2 separate regions of the Mus musculus genome follow, and region 1 is linked to region 2. A link is a contact called in public HiChIP or PLAC-seq data. All regions are on one chromosome and are shown on one strand. The core of a region is the stretch at or near the end of the contact, and the rest is flanking DNA. Distances in the headings are between cores, read along the strand shown.

Evidence for each region. HiChIP or PLAC-seq counts read pairs in DNA pulled down with a chosen protein or histone mark.
Region 1: a contact with region 2 is called in an H3K4me3 HiChIP or PLAC-seq map of embryonic basal ganglia, with 4 times the contacts expected there. The contact joins two enhancer-like sites. A contact is called at or near these places in 6 of 39 promoter capture datasets (the HPC-7 cell line, cranial neural crest, frontonasal cranial neural crest and 3 more), 7 of 484 Hi-C or Micro-C datasets (the HL-1 cell line, embryonic stem cells, female germline stem cells and 2 more), 11 of 115 datasets of contacts at active chromatin or transcription factors (craniofacial prominence, embryonic basal ganglia, embryonic forebrain and 6 more) and 3 of 9 other capture datasets (adipose tissue, liver and pancreatic islet).

The regions. Positions count from the first base shown.
Region 1 is chr5:92,929,156-92,932,857 of GRCm38.p6, reverse strand. All of the region lies in intron 3 of Shroom3 (shroom family member 3), which reads right to left. Among named protein-coding and RNA genes, the nearest start is that of Gm36764, 78 kb to the left of the region's middle. Within about 2 kb of position 1,392, at least 32 of the 459 cell types and tissues checked have an H3K27ac peak or open chromatin away from gene starts, as enhancers often do. A contact at or near this core is called in granulosa cells, where this site is marked.
Region 2 is chr5:92,696,469-92,700,092 of GRCm38.p6, reverse strand. All of the region lies in intron 1 of Shroom3 (shroom family member 3), which reads right to left. Among named protein-coding and RNA genes, the nearest start is that of Shroom3, 15 kb to the right of the region's middle. Within about 2 kb of position 1,407, at least 77 of the 459 cell types and tissues checked have an H3K27ac peak or open chromatin away from gene starts, as enhancers often do. A contact at or near this core is called in granulosa cells, where this site is marked.

The DNA.
Region 1 (3,702 bases), core at 143-2,642, 230 kb before region 2:
GAAGAAGTTGAGGATGGATGACGAAGGGAATGAGAACGGATAGGAGGAAGTACTGATCGTAACCACTCTTCCAGCTCTAACAAGTATTTCTGAAGTATTGGAGTAATTATAAAGACGGGGCAGGGCCAGCCAGATGGCTCAGACACTGGCAAAGACGCTTCCATACAAAGCTGACAATCTGAGTTTGACCCCTGGAACCCACATGAGGGTAGAAAGAGAGACCCAATCTTTGACTGAGCCATATGTGTCCCCTCCTCTGGGGTGTGCACACATCCACACAAACACATATAACTATTTTTTTTTAATGTAAATAGTAATTACACAGAGATTGGTCTCAGAATTAACTATGGTCCAGGCACACGGGGTCAGGCCACGGTGGTAAAACAGGGAGCTGCTATAGCACTTGGAGAAGTGCCAAGTCTGAAGGCTCAAGGGAGACAGGACCTCGGGAGGATCTGAGAGGCACTCGGTGAGCTGGGACGTACTTGCTCTGTCCTTGGTCTCTTGTTTTTTTATCTTTCATCTTGTTAGCCCAGATAAAGGAAACTTGGTTTCTAGTCTAGTTCCTAACCTGATATGACTGGTTTTGGGCTTCGGGTTTTAAGCACATGTAAGTGAAAGTTTTCACCTTGGCTTTCCTTCTGGTTCTAATAGGTTATATATACAACACAATACTGATGGGCCAGGGTTACGCTTTGAGCGTCCAATGTCCTCCTGGGGCTCCCATTTTTGAGAGGCTGTGGGGCCTTTAGGTCTAGACAGAGGAAGTGGGTGGTAACAGCTGGGCCTTAAGGAATTATAACCCAGCCTCAGGTCCTTTTCTCTGCTCCTTTTCAAGTGCCAAGCAACAAGCAGCTCCTTGACACCCTTATTACCGAGAAGAGCTGGTCTCCACGGCACGCCTTCCTCACCACGATGGGCTGTGGCCCTCTGGAACTGTAGCCACACTTTAAGCTCTCCCTGAAGTTCCTTTTGTCAGAGTATCAGGAACATGAAGGTAATAACTAAGACACTCCTCCTCCTCCTCCTTCCCCCTGGACACGGGGTGAGCAGCATACACGGCCAGTGTCACTTACTGCCCTGCCACAGGCCTCAAAAGCAGCAAGGCCCTGGACTGGAATTTTCTCAACTGAGAACTGAATAAACCTACTTCTTTACTTATTACGGAGCCTTGCTATGTGGGCCAGACCGGCCTGGAGTACCAAGCCTCCCGCCCCAGACACCAAGCACTGGGATTACAGGAAGAAGGTGTCTGTCAGAGCCTGTTCTTTACAGACTGGCTTTCTCCAGCACCCGTTAGAGTGATGAATGACTCCACAGTATAGCTCTGTAAGAGTTCACCCAGATCAAAGGCTGTGAGACGCGGGAGTGAAGGATATTCAGGCAGAAGGAATGGCAGAGCCAACGTGGGAGAGCACAGGACGTGGCTCAGACAAGGTACAAGCGGCATGAGCAGCTGGTGGAGCGAGGAGCAGGGAGACAGGAAACTCATCAAAAGTGTCTCGCGCTGAAGATGGCGTGGCTCGAGCGCCTCGGGCAGGGAGACAGGCTACAGTCTAAGTTTTGGGAATGTATCGCCAATAGCACAGTGAATAAGTTGGATATTTTGCCAGCTGGTATGTGAGATGTTGAGGGCCTGGGACTGAGACAGAAGTAACGGGTTTGAGGAAATCAAAGATCTTTAAAGTTATGGAGGCAGAAGAATCCTCATTCTCGGAGACCACTTAGATAGGTGGTGGTGGTGGTGGTGGTGGTGGTGGTGGTGGTGGGTGGTGGTGGGTGGTGGTGGTGGTGGTGGTGGTGGGTGGTGGTGGGTGGTGGTGGCGGTGGTGGTGGTGGTGGGTGGTGGTGGGGTGTGTGTGTGTGTTTTAGTAAAGAAAGAACAAAGAATGACATGTCCTTGAGGTGAGAATAAGTTTGGAATGTTCAAGACAAGAGTGTGGCCACAGCCACAGAGAGAAGAGCTGATGGCGTGGGATTCAAACCACATGTGACCCTTTGACAGCATTCTGGAAAAAGCAGCAGATGTTTGAATGGGTCTGAAAGCCAAGACTCAGAGGAAGAGCGGAACTTCGGATGACCCTGAAAGACTGTTATGTACTGGGAAAAAAAAACGAAGAAAGTGTTTATGGTGGTTTGAATATGCTGCCCCTGGGGAAGTGGCACTATTAGGAGGTGTGACCTTGTCAGAGGAAGTATGTCTCTGTGTAGGCGGGCTTTGAGGACTTCTAGAGCTCAAGCTCGGTCCAGTGCATTAGAGACCCTCTTCCTAGCTGCCTGCAGAAGACAGTCTCCTGCTACTGCCTGTGGATCAGGATGTAGAAATCTCGGCTCTTCCAGCACCATGTCTGCCTGGATGCTGCCGTGCTCCCCACCATGATGACATCAAACTAAACCTCTGAAACTGTAAGCCAGATCCAATTAAATGCTCTCTTCTCTAAGAGTGACCTTGGTCATAGTGTTTTTTCACAGCAATGAAACCCTAACTAACACAGTGACACAACTTTAGCTGAGAAAATAAGCCCTGGAGGGCTTCTGTTCCTGATGCTCTCTGATGAGCTGCTATGACTGCGCCTCGCGGCCTTCCAGGCACACTAGCTTTCCAAAGCATGCCGGCTGTCAACCAGACACAAGTCACAAGCACAAGACACAAAACAATTTAAAACAGATGAGGAAACAGCGGGATAGAATGGCACACACATTGGAACCAAGGCAGGGGAAGTCATTTGAACCAGAGTTTGAGGCCAACTAGGCAACATAGCCAGACCCATTTTAAGACAACACAAAATAGATAAGGAAGACAGCCAACACTACACAATCAAAGTGACCGTATTTCTTAATCCTCTGACTGAGGGTCTACCTGCCTGTCTACCGTTTAGTGTATGCATGACCACAGAAGACGAAGCCCACCATGACTGTCAGAATAAATGGTGAGGAATTCGGGTTGAGGGTCTTCAAGATCCCCTTGCCAGCACCATCTGAACAGCTGGGGATGGAATGCTGACTCTCAAGTTCCGTGTGTGTCCCTAATAGTCTTCCTCGTCTATTTTGTGTTGTTTTAAAATGGGTCTGGCTATGTTACCAGAGTTTTCTGGTTCAAATGACTTCCCCTGAGTCGGTCCCAAGGTGTGTGCCACTGCATCTGGCTTTTCTTTCATCTGTGTTAAAAACTGACAGGCACATAGAAATGTATTCACATTAATACAAAAACTAACTTACTCATGTATGGACTCATGACCAAACTTAACAAATCGTTAGCCCTTCCACATATTCACTTTGTCTTTTGAATAGACAATAAGTTCACAAGGAAAAAAAACCCAAAAACCAACGTATAGTTTTGCCCTTCAGACCCCATTTCTCCCCCACCCCATTGCTAATTTCTTGTATAGCTTTTCCCAGGACCCCAGGATCCTATTATGTAAATACAAACCTATATAAAGGTGTTAGGGTGGCCCACAGGTAGGGAGCTTGACCAGTATGCTCAAATCCCTGGATTCTACCCCCAATACCAAACAGCAAAAGAGATAGATTGGTGGGAAGAAAGGTATTTATCTGCAGTAATACGACCCCAGAGGAACATACAGTCCTTTCTGGATGGGGACATTCTTTTTATTATATGTCACATGCTCACAAAGTACACTGGGGACTTTTGCTTTGCTGACTGAATCAAGAGAGTGAAGCCTGCTAACAATGGACAGACAG
Region 2 (3,624 bases), core at 158-2,657:
CTGGACAGCGCTGGTGCACATGTTAGATCCCAGCAATTGGGAGGCAGAGGCAGGTGACTCTCTCTGAGCCTGAGGGCAGCAGCCTGGCCAACAGTGTTGAGTTCTAAGACAGTCAGGGCTACACAGAAATCCTGGCTCAACAATCAAACAACAACAAAAAACAAAATATAAATAAATAAATAAATAAATAAATAAATAAATAAACTGCAACTGTACATTTGCATGTTTTACTGCACGTAAGTCATGCTTAAGTGCGACACTTTAAATAAAATAATTTAACTAGCCAATGAAAGCATGAAACAAAAGAAAAAAATAAGAGTAGGCCTACTCTAAGGATAAGAATTTAATATAAGATGAAAAAAATGTTTATTTTCCTCCTCCTCCTTCTCATTAACCCACCCACATACCCACATGGTGCTGAGAACCGAACTCAAACTTCACCCAGGGAGGAAAGCACTCTATCATTGAGCTACATCCCCGGACCAACACAACTTTCATTTTAATGAATGAAAGCATAAATAGATTTAGATAATTCTGGTACCAGCAAAGATAAAATCTGAGTCCTCTGTGTTTATGTGTGTGTGTGTGTGTGTGTATGATGTGTACGTATGTATGAAAGTCTCACATTGCATATGTAGAGGTCAGAGGACAACCTTGGATGCCCCTCCTCCTTTGTTTCACACAGGGTCTCTGTCGTCTGCCTCTGTATATGCCAGGCTAGCAGACTTGCAAGCGTCCGGGGATGCTGCCTCCTCCTCCTCCACTCCCCATCTTGCTGTAGGAATGCGGTGATTGCGTGATTGCGCATGCATCAACTGCATCTGGCTCTACACAGGTCCGGGAGGTCCGAACTCTGGTCCTCATGCTCGTATCTCCCCAGTTCCCCACCCCTTCCTTCCTTTTTTAAAACTATAAGTACGTTTGCCAGCCATGAGACACAGTGTAGGAGATGAACGCTTTTGAAGTAACTGGAGAAGAAATCATACGGTGATACAGAAATGGTACCTGCTGGAAATCTGTGCAAATTCAAAACCCGCTTTAGACCGGCTCCTGTGAAAGTTGGGTTAAGCTCTGGAGCAGGAATGTATTCAGAGGTCAACAGCCAGAGAGAAGGTGGGGGTGGGGGCTGCCCGGCAGTGATTCACTTGGTAGTTTAAAACTGCCTTTTATTCTTATTCCTGTAACCTCTATAGAACCCGTGAAGAATGGGGGTGTTTTCTCTAATGCATGGAATTGTAGTAACAGACCAAAGTCTCCTTGAACACTGCCAGTAAAGAAAACGCAGCATCTGTGACTGGCTAAACTGGGTGGGATGGTAACCTAATCTGTAGCTGCTGTTTGAATCCTGTTCATTATAATCATGTAGCGCCGTACAGTGAGAATGCACTGGGAGGTTTTCAACGCGAGCGTTTTCAAAGACTACATTCCTCATTAGACCTTCCCCATTAAGCCATGCTTGAGTGATGCTACACAGCTGAATACTTGGGATTTTTTCCCCCTCTTGTCTCAGTCTGAAGACAAAGGATTCTTCCGCTTGCCAAAGTTCCCCCAGAGCCTAGGTTGAGGCGCTGTGACAGCGCTCCGGTGGGGAGCGGGGAGCTTTTTATTCAGCTTTCTGTCAGGCCTCATTCACTAAATAGGGATCGGGTTGGACCCGTATATGAAGACCCCCCCCCGCCCCCCAAAAAAATTCAGTGGAGGAAAACGTTGCCCAGGCAGAGCCTTGCATCCTGTTTGCCTTCAGAGATGCTGAGTCATGATGCACACAAGGCTTAAGGACCAGATTCTTTTGGTTCTAACTTCTTCACAGACACAGCATCATCAGCAAGTTTGCTATTAGTGCTAGCTGGGAGGATAGCCCTGGGTTCAACACCCAGTATTAAAAAAGGAAGGAAGGAAGGAAGGAAGGAAGGAAGGAAGGAAGGAAGGAAGGAAGGGGAAGCCTTGTAGGTAGGTAGGTAGGTAGGTAGGTATACTATTCCATTCCTAACTCCACCCCAGCTCCCTCTCCCCCATCTTAGGCCCCCATTGATCTACTGTGTGTCCTTGGATTTGCCTTTTCTGGGTTGCATGTTCTTTTGTGCTGGCTTCTTTCAGCAAGCATCAGGTCTTTGAGGTCCGTCCATCTTGTAACATATATATCTCACCATATCCAGTTCCTCTTTCCTGACAAGTTGTATTCCATTGCGTTCTATATTACATTTTGTTTATACAGCCGATGGCCATTTGGATCTTTTTACACTTATTGGTTAGCATGAAATTGTGAGTCCATAGGCAGTTAAGTCCTTCTATGGATGTATCTTTAAATATAGGTCACGGGTTTTACATTGTAAGGATTGCATTACTTTTTAATGTACTCCATACATGTGAGTATCAGCATGTATGTATGTCCATGTGCATGTGGCAGGAAGGTGTGATCTGCTGGATGTGGGTGCTGGGAACTGAACTCTGATCCTCTGAAAGAGCAGTGTGTTCTCTTAACTGCTGAGCCATCGCTCCAGCCCCAAATTTTCTATTTATTAGTGTATATCATTGTACAAAGTGAAGGGCCTCACCAGGACATTTGCATTGAAGTATGTCATGTATTTGGCCATATTCACCCCCTTACCCTCTCCTTCCTTTTCCTTAACAGCTCCCTACTACCTTTTGTATGGTGTGAGAAGGCATCATATCCCATGATTGTGAGCCACCATGTGGTTGCTGGGAATTGAACTCAGGACCTCTGGAAGAGCACCTCAGTGCTCTTAACTGCTGAGCCATTTCTCCAGCCCACCAAGGCAGCTCTTATGAGGACAATATTTAATTGGAGCTTACAGCTTCAAAGGTTCAGCCCATTATCATCAAGGTGGGAGCATGGCAGCATCCAGGCAGACATGGTGCTGGAGGAGCTAAGAGTTCTACATCTTATTCTGAAGACAAACAGAAGACTAGCTCCCACATGGCTAGGAGGAGGGTCTCATTGACCATCCCCACAATGACATACTTCCTCAACAAGGCCACACTTTCTAATAGTGCTTCTCCCTGGGCCAAGCATACTCAAGCCCCACACCCAGTCTCTACCCTCTGACCTCTGACCCTCTAGCCTCTGACCGTTACGTTTCTATCATGAGAGGCCAGACTGCTGCAGAAGTACTTTAAGTGACATGATTTCGTTCAAATATGAATTTAGGAAAGACTAGAATCACAGTTAGGTTCTCTTCAACTGCCTGCTTCAAATACTTAGTAATGAGTTTTGTGGCAAGGGATCTACTCATTATTCGGCCCATTCAAGTTTAGGTTGAGGCTTAAAGCAGGCTAATGGCTGTCCTGTGCAGCAACTGCTTGTCAGTCTTCACTGTATATGCAACAACAATGAAATAGTGACCTGGGCATAGAACGCATAATAGTTGACTCATACCAACGCTGTTGGGAAACCATACTCAAGCCCTCTGTGGGAGCAGTACTTGCTCTTGACAATAGAGCCAGCTCTCCAGCCCACTGTGAATCTTCTGCTTGAATCTCACAGCTATGGGGACAGACCCTGGGCTTAGAAACAAAATCCCCATCAGACTTCAGGTCCTATCCTTCCCTTTCCCTTAGTAAGCTTTCTCCTAACGATGGTTGTGTTTGGGTTTTCTTGGAAGC